3 separate regions of the Mus musculus genome follow, and all the other regions are linked to region 3. The links are chromatin contacts, called in public promoter capture Hi-C maps. All regions are on one chromosome and are shown on one strand. Each heading gives the region's core, a stretch centred on a gene start, on an enhancer-like site or on the middle of the called end of the contact. The rest is flanking DNA. Distances are from core to core; before and after follow the strand shown. Region 1 has its middle 7.8 kb from the start of Gm33045. Region 2 has its middle 92 kb from the start of Gpbp1. Region 3 holds the start of 4930526H09Rik (RIKEN cDNA 4930526H09 gene).

Region 1 (4,187 bases), core at 1,193-3,692, 280 kb after region 3:
TCCACAAGGGCTCTCCTTTCCTCTCATGTATGCCAGCGTTTGTATTCCTAATGACAGCCATTCTGAGTGGGGTAAATGGAATCACAAAGTGGTCTTAATATGCCTTTCTCTAATGGGTTAGGATCTTAAATATTCCTTATGTATTTGTTAACTCTTTGTATTCCTTCTTATGAGGATATTATGTTCAATTTCAAAGCCCATTTTTTCAATTGGCTCCTTTCTTGGTGATTTGTTTGTTTGTTTGGGTTTTTGCTGTTGTTTTTTGTTCTTTATATATTTTAGACAACGTCATCAGGTAGATAGTTAACAAGCATTTTCTATGGGTACCTCTTCACATGACTGACTGCTTCCTTTGATGGACAGCTGCCCTTCGGCTTCATGAGATCCCATTTTACACTTCCGAGTTTTACTTCCTGAGCAACGTGAGTACGTTTGACGGTCCTTACCTGCACCTTTAAGTTGAAGTGAAATCCCAAATATTTTCCTCTAACAGTGTCAGAGGATGGAGTCTTCCGCTGAGTCTTTGATCCATTTGGAGTTGAATTTTGTGCAAGGTGAGAGATGCAGATTTAGTTTAATTTTACCACATGAACCCAATTTTCCCATCACCATGTACTAAAGATGTTGTTCTTTCTTCTTTGATGGCTATTTTTGGCATCTTTGTTAAAGATAGGTTAGTTCTCATTTCATGGCACTATATTCTTTTCTATTCACTTCCACTGATCGATGTGCCAGTGTTAGCACCATGTTGTTTTTCTCACTAAGGCCCTACAGTATAACTTGAGATCAGATACAGTGATAACTCCTGCAGTCTTTTCTTGATCTGCTGGTTTTTGATTAGAGGCTAGCTAAGAAAAAAGTGAATCTAGTAGCACTGTCCTGTTGGGAAAGTGAGCTTGGTGAATCTACACTGGTCAGTGATTACCAAACTCTTTTCCAGAGGCATATGCATAGAAGTATGCTGAGACAGGGGTTTATGAGTAACAACCAGGACCTAACGCTTAAAGTTTAGAACCTCATAGTTTCCCACGCTGATGGATTCATTTATGCAAAGAAATTACAGCGCAGTGGCTGCTAGCTATATTCAGAGACGTCTGGCAAATGTCTTGAACTTCATTTCCCATTCTTGATCTCAACACTCCACTCCATCCTCTCTTATCTGTCTACCGTTCTGTACTCTGATCCCATGAGGCCAATATATTTATATTCCAAATATAAGGGAAACTACATGCTATGTCTTTCTCTGTGCTATTATTTATTTATATTTCATCTATTTGCTTTTTGAGATAGGCTTTCATTATTTAGCCCAGGCTGACCTCAAACTTTCAGTCTGCCTACCTCAGCCTCTAGAGTGCTGAGGTTTCAGGCATCCACTATCTGCCCAGCTGCTTTCCTGTCTTTTAAAAGTTAAAATTATACTATTTTCAGAATGCTTTGAGTATACCTACTCATATAGATGCCCTTTTTGAAATACCAAAATTCCTTCATGCATAGCAATAAAAAGCTGCCTCTTGCTTTCATACTTCTGTGTCAGAGCCTTGGCTAACCAGGAGCCTCTCTAAGTATCTCCTCTTACTAAATTCCCACATTTTATAGAAACTGTCATACTCATGTCCTCTTAATGTACAGCCTTTGGAGTATGGTAAGAGGAAAAGATTCCCCTCTTCTCATGAAGTCTGAACTGGTCTTGGGATCTGATTTCATGGACTGCAGCATGAATTATGATAAGTAAATGATAAGGCTAGGCTTTTTGTGTGCGGCTGCCTTCTCTTCCTTGGGAACATGGAGTCCAATAGAGGAAGCTTATGAACTCCAATGGAGCAGGAGACCCAGAAGAAATGAGATGACCCGTTCTAACTGAAACCAGCACTTTTATAAATTTTAAATTATTCACTCTGGCTTATTTTCAGGAATCATCTCTCCTTACCAATATTAAATAGAGTAAGAAGGTTTATACTGAAATTAAATTTCTCTCCAGGCAAAAACTGAACAAAAAGGAGTTAAATGCTTTATTTTTTTAAGTAAATAAAAAGCAAATTAACCAAAGATTATATTGACATTAAAAATTTGCCTGTGGGCATTTACAGCAGCTGTGTCCATAATCACCAAATCACAGAAGCAACCATGATGTTTTCCAACAGATAAATCGATAAGCGTCCAGACAATGAGCTACTATACATTCACTTAAAGGACAAGCTACTGCTCCACAGAAGCCAAGATGGAAATGTAAAGGTAGGTACTCTCAAGTGAAGGAAACCACTCTGTAATGCCTACACTGTATCATCACAGTTACTTGGCATTCTAAAACAAGGCGAAAGAGTGGAGACAGGAAAAGAACAATGGTCCCCCCCAGGAGTTTTAGAGGAACAGAAGGCAAGTGGGCGAGGCACCTGGTATTCTTATGGCAGAGGAACAGTTCCCTCTCGTGCTAGAATGGTGGATTCGTGTTGTGCATTTAGAAACACTCACAGAAGAAAGGATGTCCTAATGTGAACCATGCATGTGTTCAGTGGTCAAGTGAAAATGATGATTCACGAGTTGCTACAAGGATGCCAGAATGATCTTGTCCATAGTGGGGAGACCACAGAAAGTTGGCACAGATGCATAGGGGTTCTGGCTATCCTGCTGTGACCCCCAGAGCCTCTAGATTATCTGATGCTTATTTATTTTTATTCTATGTGTAGGCATGCTTTACTTATTGGGTGTATGTGCACCATACTACCTATGTGCACGTAGTACCTGTGGCAGCAGGAGAAAGGCATACGATCTCCTGGCACTGGAGTTATAAGTAGTTGTGAGCTGTCATAAAGGTAAGAAATCCTCAGACTTCTGCAAGAGCAGCAAGTGCTCTCAAGTGCTGGAGTCGTCGTTAGAGCTCCTGGAGTATATATTTAAAACTTGGAGAAAAACAACTTTAGAATGATTGACCATTCATTACAGTGAGTGAAATGAGAAGAAAAAAAAGAAAAAAAACAAAACAAAACCAAAAAGCTCAACAAGTTAGCCCTTAGAGATAGCAATTCAGACCTATAATGAGATAAGCATGTATCCATCCAACTAAAGGCTATCATTGAAAAGACCGCATTGTCAGACACGTGGACACCATATCTTTTCTACATCACCTCATAGCGTGAAAAATACGCAGCCATTCTTTCTTAGACAATTAAAACATACTTCCTTGAGTAATTCCACTTTTCAATATGTCCCCATGGAAACTGTAAACATAGGTAAATAAAAGGGTTTGTAAACCAATACTGATAGCAACTTTTTCCGTAATTCCTCCAAACTACAAACAAAACCACCTGCATTCGACCAGGGAGTGTGTAAGTATTGCACACTGTGCTATAGTATTACAGCAAATTCTACTCATCAATAGAGCCAAGCAAACGACTGTCTCAGGCCACAGTAGAGATGAATCTTCCAGGCCCTGGGCTTGGAAGCAGGATTGGCTTCATAGGCCGGAGGCATAGGGACTGTCACAGAACAGCCTGTGTTTGCAAAGGCTTTAGAGGAGATTGAGTACTCTACTGTCACCACCTTGAAACTTTCTATATATTTCTAACACGGTCCTGTATCTTCAGGCTTCACCCTGAGGCTTTTAAGTACATAGCCGGTTAGATCACTACCTCTTTGTGTTATAAAGTTCCTTAAATCCGTTCAACTTTAGATTTTTAATCTCCATTCAAAGTCTCTCTCTCTCTCTCTCTCTCTCTCTCTCTCTCTCTCTCTCTCTCTCTCTCTCTGTCTGTCTCTCTCTCTCTTACACACACACAATGCATTAATTTGATCCATATCACTTTTTGTTTTCTCAATACCTGGCTCCCTTCTTCAGATCAAAGAAGAGCAAATCTAAGGCTCTTTAGTGACTACAATGGACATGTTCTCCAGTGAACTTAAAGTTTTGAGAGAGTCTGTTTTGCCACAGGACTTCTTGTAAATATACCAGCTGATTTAATGAGTAGGAGTTTAAAGACAGGATGAGGTACATCAATGGAGAACTCAGTTTACATGTTTTCTGCTTAAATACTGTTCCTTCCATGGCTTTAGCACTTTTTACAGTGTAAAAGGAAATGAAAGTCTTATACTACGGGTGTTATCTAAGTTGTCTATTCCAAAATGATATTGAATTCTAACTCCCTGTGTGAATGGGATCCAATGTAGAAATGGAAGCTTTTCAATTGATCGTG
Region 2 (4,324 bases), core at 1,440-3,939, 490 kb before region 3:
AAGGTCAAATCTAAGTGGATCAAGGAACTTCACATAAAACCAGAGACACTGAAACTTATAGAGGAGAAAGTGGGGAAAAGCCATGTCTGTTTTCTTCCTCGCCTGCAGATAGCAACCCTCAGAGTAGCAGACCTGCACAGCTTTGCTAACATCTTGGGTACAGTGTGCTGCGAAGAAGGACATTTACAGTCTTTCCTTGCCTGATTAGCTGCAAACTGATTAAAACATATGCTTTAAGGACTGAGCTGTCTCCTTTATGATTCCATAAAGCACTGTGTGGTCTTATATAATGAGGCAAACTGTAGAATCTGATGTTTAGGGAGCAATGAAAGCTGTAGACCTCAGGGGCATAGATCACAGTGGAGTTTCAGGTTAATACAAGCTTTCTGCATTGGGGGATTAACTATCTTTTGCTCCTGTAAGCACCGAGCTACACTTGCTTTCTGTATTAGATTATATACCCCAGTCTACTGTCGTCTTTGACCTTATAGTGGGCAAGATCTCTGAGTAAGCCACACGAAGAGGAAAGAGGTTTCTTTCGCATTTTGGGGTGCTGGGGGTTGTGTCCCTGGAAAGTTATGTTGGATTTCTAATTCCCAGTGCCCCAGAATGGAGAGTCACTTTTGGTGAGTATAATACATTTTAAGTTGAGGTTATACTAGTGTGGGTGATGTCCTTCTATAAGCACGACGTGAAGACACAGCTGCACATGGAGAGTGCCTCATAGAAATAGCCAGCTAGAATGATGCATCTTCATGCCAAGTAATAAAACCAGAAAGAACTTCCTGCACCTCCTAGAGGAACCATGGCCCTGCCAACACCTTCTAAGACGTGCAGCCTCCAGAACTGAGACAATACAATCCTACTGTTAAAGATTTGCTGTGGAATCCATGGAAGGTAACAATTGATCTGTACCAGTGACCTCCTCCTCTGGCTGCGTCACTCACAGAAATGCTTGACAGGGACCTGGATGGCATAGTATGGTATGGTGGGAAGGGAATGGATCCACTATTCTCTACACTTGCAGATTCTTTTGCCTATCTAAGACACCTTTTGCAGCAATTGCTGCTCAATGGCTTTCTTCCCACTCCTTTCCTCTTAGTTTCAGCCCATTTGATGCTGGATGGAGGGATGGGCAGAGTGCTTACAACTTGGAAGTAGCGAACGCTAATTCACATTTCATCTCCCTGTCACTCTAACAGTCCCACCTGCTTTTCCATTCTATCTATCTATCTATCTATCTATCTATCTATCTATCTATCTATCATCTATCCATCCATCCATCCATCCATCCATCCATCCTCTATCTATCTATCTATCTATCTATCTATCTATCTATCTATCTATCTGTCTATCTATCTGTCGGTGTTGTTATAACTTGGGGTTATGACAACCATCTATGCATTGTTTCTGCATTGAGAGAGTGCAGCATTATTGAGGGCTCATAACTAGAAGCTCATGTTCTGGTGTCCTTCACTTCTGGTGTCCTTCACCGATCTCCTTGTCCTGTCAGTCTGACGCCCACTATGGATATCTTTGCTCCAGGTCTCGCTGTATTTCACTTCTGCCTGAAGTAGCTAGTATTCCTTCCTGCCATTTTCAACAATCCAGACCCACTTCAAATTTTTCCTGAGCCCTCTTCTCCTTCAGGCAAAGACTTTGTTTTGCTTCGATTTCATCTCATAGATCCCTCTAGAATACAGGGCAGTAATTTTTTTTTGGTTAGCATTCTTTTTGATCCATTACAACATAAGTTTATTGAGTCGGGCGGTGCACACTACTTTTTTATTTTCTTACTCTTATGACTGGATTGCATTTTGGACTCCAGTTCTGGGAGTGAGGATCAATTGCTTAAATGATAACAGTACATTAGCTGTTCAGGGATACTAGACTGTTTCTTGGTGGTATAACTCTTAAGAGACAGGCTGTGGGAGGAGCCCCTGGAAGTGGAGCTGATCTGGGGAGGTGGGTGGCACAGAGTACCAACATCTCACTTCTCCTCTGACAAAACCTACAACAGGGTCTCTGTACAACTTTCTGGATGGATCAGTCTTTGGTGATCATCTCCTTTGGTCTTAATCGAGGTTTGATTTTCACAGTCAGGTTCCTTTCCTTATAAATCAACTATAAGAATCACATGCTGATACTATACTTTCAAAACACACACACACACACACACACACACACACACACACACCCGACATACACACATTAACCTCCCCTGCACCGCCCTCTCCCCCCATTTTGGAGAAGTAACAAAGGACATGAAGGGTTGGGATGCTGCAGGAAGCTGAACAATGCACTGGACAGCTTCTACAATTATCCTGTCCAAATGCTAATAGTGCTGACGTCAAGAAGTGCTGACACAAAGCCTGAAACTCATGAAGGTCACACTGTGTATGGAGGGTGACCTGTGGGGGACTTCTAGTCTTTGCACACAGTGATGATTCTCTTCTTTCGGGGGGGCCTGGCAGGTCCTGAAATAGAACAACGTCCATCTACGTCACAAGCTCACAGTTGATAGAGAGATCACATCAACAGTGGTTCCTTACATAAACACCATTCTTCAAAACACAGGCTCTTCAAACAGCTGGCACTGGGGGGAGCACAGCCTCTGCCCTGCTCTGGGACCCCCAACTAGGATCTGTCATGCTAATGTAAACAGGACAAGCCTCTCCAGCCCCAGCACTGTTTACCAGGAACCTGCTAGAGTAAACAAGGCTGTTAAGCTTAACTTAGTGCGCAGCTGTAGTCACTCTGACCCCTGCATTTGCAGAGCAGCAGTAACCTTGGGGGTGAAACTGACAGATGCTGTAGTCCAGATTGGTTTAAAGAGGGGGAGGGCTTCTGAGTGCTTTCCAAGGGGATGATGGTCAACTCTCTTCCCAAGAGTTAAGAACTGACTCAAAAACAAAGAAGCCAGTCCCAGCATCCTCCCGGCTCTGAGGTGAGGCTGTCAAGGTCTGTGACAGCTGCGCACGGAAGTGTGGGAGGCTTAGGCAGCACTCTTCTTCCCACAGGTGGAAATCACACTCTTAAGTAGAAACTGGGCCAGGTTTTTGTTTGTTTGCCATTTTAGAATTTGCATTTACGGAAGAGCAAGCAAAGAGGGAAGACTCTTAGGGGACATTACAGCCCAGCCTGCAGCTCCAGAGATTGCTGTCCTGATAGGAGCAGGCACACCTTCCCCACCCCCACTCCCCACTCCCACCCTGCCTCCCCTTTTCGGTTCACACTATGCTGCAGGGCTGGCAGGGGACACAGTTTTGTTTATTCTCTGGCTAGGCTTGTTGAGTGGGAGAAAGCGCATTCTCAAATGCAGCTACTGTGGCACAGTCAAGCAGGTTCCGGTTCAGCTGTAGCTTCCGGTTATTTCCGTCTACGTTTTGCTCTGTCAACTCCTTAAAAGTTACATTAGTCCTCCATTGCAGCAGTTCAGCACCTAGACTATTAATGTCAAAAGTTCAGACCTAGGCTCCAGCACTCACAGGTTGGGTGTGCTCAGGGGGGCTGCTTGGCCTTTGTGCACCATGTTCCTTGCTAAAATGAGGGAATACTTGTACCTGCTTCAAGCGGCTGTGTGGATTTCAAATATTTAAATATTTGATTTTTAAAAGGTTTATTTATTTATATGAGTACATGCTAGCTGCCATCAGACACACCAGAAGAGAGCTTCGGATCCCATTACAGATGGCTGTGAGCCACCATGTGGTTGCTGGGAATTGAACTCAGGACCCCTGGAAGGAGCAGTCAGTGCTTTTAACCTCTGAGCCATCTCACCAGCTACCGGATTTTAATGGCTTAATACCCGCAAAGGACATATGGGACAGTTTCAGGTGGATGCTGGGTATTTTATTTGCCAATAAACACCTGCCGCCTTAAGTGGGAAGCTTAGCCTTCATGAATTGGGTTGTAAATGTAGCAGCTTTTGCTATAGGGAGCAGGTACCCGAAAGCCAGTGTGCGTGTGTCAAAGCCCCAGTGTTCCAGAGCTGATTTTCACCCTCAGTTACAAAGGATTTTGTCCTTTTAAGGCCTGACCTTTTTGAGGGCCCCATGTGTCCCAGAAAAAGTGTCCACTGGCTTTTCTTAGGCTACCCCTGAGCTGACCACAAGCTTTTCCTTCTATTGGAGTAGGTATGATTTTTGGGATAGTGAGTCCAAATTGGGTCAAATCAGAATTTTCTGGAGCAGAGAGCTGGCACGTCTGAAGAAAAGCCCTGTAGTTCGGCGGTTCTCAACCTTTAATATATTTCTCATGTTGTGGTGACCTCATAACCACAAAATTATTTTCACTGCTACTTTATAACTGTAATTTTGTTACT
Region 3 (4,237 bases), core at 1,365-3,864:
TGTCAACTGAGATGAACTCCATGCTTCCTACATACACAGGCATAGTTCTAAGTGAGTTACATTGTTTTACAATTGTTCTTATAAAGAGTGTAAGAAGTTATAGGCTTCATTGTGGTGTTTCCATGCACACTCTTCTTGATCCCCATCTCCCATTATCCTCTTGGTTTTGGTCCCATTCTGATGGTCCTTCCCATGCCAGTAGTTGCCCTTTCTGTTGGATGTCTTCCATCCCTGTCTTCCTCTCTACTCCCACTTCAGGACTTACTTCCCCATTATCCTTCTTTTAGTTTTCCAATCTGTATTCCCATACAAAAAAAAAAAGAGAGAGACAAAAAATTAAAATCAAGAATCTACTAATGAGATTAGTACATGTGGTTGTCTTTCTGACTCTGAGATGCTTCACTTAACATAATAATTTCCAGTACCATCCATCTTCCTGCAAGTATCACTGTCTTAGTCTTCTTATGGGTAAGAGAAAGTCTATTTTGCTGTATTAACCACATTTTAAAATTTGTTTTCTTTTTCTTTTATAAAATCATCTTTTATTTTGACATGATAGTTACATCATTTCCCTCAGCCATTTCCTCCCCTCAAGGTCTCCCTGGTATCCCTCCTCGCTCTTTTTCAAATTTGACTCCATTCATCTATAGATGGACATCTGAATTGGTCCATTCTCTTAGCTATTGTGAATAGTGGAACAGTAATAGGCGACTTACAGTCCTCTGGGGAAGTGCTCAGGAGTAGCCTAGCTGGGTGTGATGGTGCTCCTTGTTGTAGATTGAGTTTGTTTATTTTCATGTTTAATCACCACACTGATTTGCATGGAGGCTGCACTCATTTATACGCCTACCAGCAGTGAATAAAGGTTCCTCTTTCCTCACATCCGCACAAGTGAGCAATAAACACTTTTAAAAGTATTTGGCATCTTTAGCAACTAGAAAATGCAAAGCAAAAACAACTCTGAGACTTATTTGTAATTTATCACCTTTCATTTTAGAGATGAGAGAGCTGAAGCCTAAGAGGAATTAGACATTATATATTTTTCCCAAGATGCATAGATAAAAACCACAGGGTTTGATTTCCGTCCTGTGACTGTCAGTCTCAGTTTCTTTGTTGTACCCTTAGACACTGTCACAACTGAACGAGCTCAGCATGTCCTTTCTGTAGGAAGATCCCTAGAGTTTGGAACAATAGTCATGATTGTGGAAAGTTCTCAGGGTGTTCCTTTTCTCCTTAACAATTAGTATAGATTGAAAATAAAGTTAAAATGTTTCTAACTGTTAAGGTGATGGTAGTTAGATCCAGATTGATAGAGGCAGCACAGAGTTAAAAGAAAGAGGAGACAGACCATATATAAATATATATTCTGTATATAGAAGCAGAATTGCCCTTTAATCTGAACAGCTGAAGGGGAGAGGTCTCTCTGAGTGAATGGAAGCTACTTACATTAGCACAGTGGGCTAGGGGATTTTATAGGAAAGAGGAATGACTTTGGGGATAGAAGCTTCTATCTGAGGTCAGTTCCCCTGCAGGGTCCCAGCGGAAAACACCAAAGGAGGTTAGTGTGTTATCTATCTTAATAGAAGCCAGGTGTTATTACCAGTCAAGTTTCCAGTCTGGATTTTCTCAGTCTACCTGAGACTTTTAACCCTTCAGTGGTATCCTGGGGAAGGGAGGGGTGGTACTAGTGACTTTCACATTAAGTGAAGAGTTTATTTAACAGTAATGTACTGACTTAAAAAAACTGTGACGAATATATGACAGTAAAATATTAACCACAGACAGAATAGAGGGAAATAAAGACATCCTCTATACCAGTGATTCCTAACCTTCTTAAAGCTGCAGACCCTTTAATTCAACTCCCCCTGTGGTGAATCCCATGACAAAATTAGTTCATTGCTACTCCATAACTAATTTTGCTACTGTTTTGAATCACGATGTAAGTATCTATCTGGATATCTGACATATGACCCTCCAAAGAGGTTGCTATCCACAAGTTGAGAATCACTGGAGTCTATACCACCTTGGCGGCATTTTTGTAAATCTGAAACAATTTGGAAAGCAAGCTTATGAATGATACAGTGATAGAGGAAGCTCATGATAACACCCACGAGTAGCTCAAAGGCCACAATGCTTCTGCTCTCCAGAGAGAGGTGACCGCTCTCCTGTAAGCTCTCTGCTTTGGAGCTCCAGCCACATCACCACACCTCCATCACCTTACAGAGCATGCCTCCAGTTTGTTTAAGTCTCTGAAGTGGTGAGGCTCACTGCGTATGCTCCATTCTGTCCTCGCGCTGTGCTGGTTTCTGTGGCGCAGGCAGCTATGCGCTTCACATTTATCTTCTTACTGACACTCAAAACTGGCCTTCCTTTGTCGGGATTCTGCAAGACCAAAGGAAGTGTTTTAAAACGTCCTTCTGTTAGGTTACCACGCATGATGATCCTAGTCAAGTCCTGATAGCTGAGCCATTTGGATCTGGCCTTTGTGACAGGTTTCTTGTTCTGGAAGTCTGAGTCCTGGGAGATCCAGAACATGATTGGCTTCTATGGCATGTCAGCCCTGCAGAGCCTCGTCTGCCTCTTATACAAGCATCCTGTTGCTTTTGATCTCTTATTTCTAAGGTTACTAGCTTACCATGGATGGCTGTAGTGAAGGTATAGCCACAAGACTGAGGAATCAATACAGCATACATCTGTTAGCAACACAGGAGGCCAACTTGAAGTTAGGTCAGAAAGGATATATTCAAAAAGTTCCCAAAGTTCTGATTCCTACGTGTTTCTGAAATGTGCCCCTTCTTGTATCAGTTGGGGTCCATCTGATAAAGAACACCTTTGAAATCTATCTTGGGTGAGAGAAAGATTGGTCCTCAGAGCATTGCTGGTTTGGATGATGGAAAAGGTGAGATGCCAAACAGAAGACAAGGCCACTCACGTTAGCTGTAGCAGGAAGCTATAATCAGCGCTGGGCTGTGTGGACAAAGAGAGGAAGTAGTGTTTCCACAGCCAAGGGTGGGATCCCTGGACTGCAGCCAGGACTGGAGCATGCGTGCACAGAGGCAGCTGAAGCCAAAGAGGAAATACAACTGCTGCTGTAAGTGTCATCTGAGGCCTTAGAGAGAGAAACATCCTGAAGTTTTCTGTTTTTCAGGCTGCTGACAGTAAATATTTCTGGGCAAAGCTAACCAGAAACCTGCTAACCCAGAGGCTCTTTTCAGCACAGAGCAGAGAAGCGAGTTCTCTTTTCAGATACAAAGGACCGCTGCTCCAGCTGAGCCTCTACCTTCTCCTTCTCCTTCTTGTACTGTTACTTATGGTACAGACATACATGTACACATGTCCTCACAGACGTTCCTGACACAACAGTGATAGTCTCCTTCCGTTTCTTCTTTCATACTTTAGACAGAATGATGGTCTAAAACAAACAGATTTGGCTCCTGTTTAAGCCAAAAAATAATTCCTTGTCACTGTGTATCAAGCCCAAGAATTTTATCACGGAAGTCAAGTTTTTTTGTCTGGCTCTTATCTTCCTCTTTAGCCTTTTTCTCCCGCAATTCAGGGCTAAAGGTGAAGTTCTGTGGGCAAAGTGCTTGCTTGCTTAGAATGTGCAATGTCTTACACTTAATCCTCAGGAATGCAAAAATATGAAAATGATGGTTTGTTTCCTACAACTGTTGCATGGCTCGTCTTGAATGCAATGAAGACTATGTAAGACACAGAGTCATCATAGACAGCTATGGCCAAGGTGTCAGAGCGTCAGCTGTTAACTCTCCATCCTCAAATAGCTTCTAGAACCCTGGAAGAACATGAGATGGGAAGATTTCACCTACTCCAGGGAAATAAAGGGGCAGAGAGATGCATGGGCTATGGAATGATGCCAACGGATCAGAGAACAAGTCTGTGCGATTTGTGACATTCTTAGTAAAACCCATCACGTTTGATAAGTCTGGCTATGTGGTATGAAATTTGATTGAGAATAGAACTTCGTGTCTAAAGAAGTGGTTCTCACTACTATTCCTAAAATTAACTTACTGCTAACAGACCTCTGGTGGAATAAAGGACTGTGGAAGGTTCACTCTTAATAGGAACAGATGCTAACTGTCATCTACAGCTCCTACCTTCTCTCCACCCCCACAGGCACTCCTCCTAAACTCCTAGTCCCCATTCTGCTTGTGTGACTTAAGGCTTTGGTAATGATTGGCTTTGGTTCATGGCTGTCTGCATTTAACCAGTGAGCACT

The links. Promoter capture Hi-C pulls out the DNA fragments that hold promoters and counts their contacts.
Region 1: a promoter capture Hi-C map of hippocampal neurons shows a contact between it and region 3, with 3 times the contacts expected there. The contact joins the enhancer-like site here to the promoter of 4930526H09Rik in region 3. A contact is called at or near these places in 2 of 39 promoter capture datasets (hippocampal neurons and neutrophils), 1 of 15 datasets of contacts at CTCF or cohesin (the NIH/3T3 cell line) and 3 of 484 Hi-C or Micro-C datasets (bone marrow-derived macrophages, cerebral cortex and muscle stem cells).
Region 2: a promoter capture Hi-C map of hippocampal neurons shows a contact between it and region 3, with 2.5 times the contacts expected there. The contact joins the enhancer-like site here to the promoter of 4930526H09Rik in region 3. A contact is called at or near these places in 1 of 39 promoter capture datasets (hippocampal neurons), 2 of 484 Hi-C or Micro-C datasets (the AML12 cell line and ventral hippocampal neurons), 1 of 115 datasets of contacts at active chromatin or transcription factors (pancreatic cancer cells) and 1 of 9 other capture datasets (embryonic stem cells).

The regions. Positions count from the first base shown.
Region 1 is chr13:110,617,371-110,621,557 of GRCm38.p6, reverse strand. No RefSeq gene overlaps it. Among named protein-coding and RNA genes, the nearest start is that of Gm33045, 7.8 kb to the left of the region's middle. Within about 2 kb of position 2,442, at least 4 of the 459 cell types and tissues checked have an H3K27ac peak or open chromatin away from gene starts, as enhancers often do. A contact at or near this core is called in hippocampal neurons, where this site is marked.
Region 2 is chr13:111,396,131-111,400,454 of GRCm38.p6, reverse strand. No RefSeq gene overlaps it. Among named protein-coding and RNA genes, the nearest start is that of Gpbp1, 92 kb to the left of the region's middle. Within about 2 kb of position 2,689, at least 41 of the 459 cell types and tissues checked have an H3K27ac peak or open chromatin away from gene starts, as enhancers often do. A contact at or near this core is called in hippocampal neurons, where this site is marked.
Region 3 is chr13:110,902,223-110,906,459 of GRCm38.p6, reverse strand. It overlaps 4930526H09Rik (RIKEN cDNA 4930526H09 gene), which reads left to right and starts at 2,614. Exons shown (of 3, transcript NR_131194.1): 1 at 2,614-3,091. It overlaps Gm38397 (predicted gene, 38397), which reads right to left and starts at 2,961. Exons shown (of 5, transcript NR_131193.1): 1 at 2,933-2,961; 2 at 2,636-2,693; 3 at 2,217-2,382; 4 at 1-296.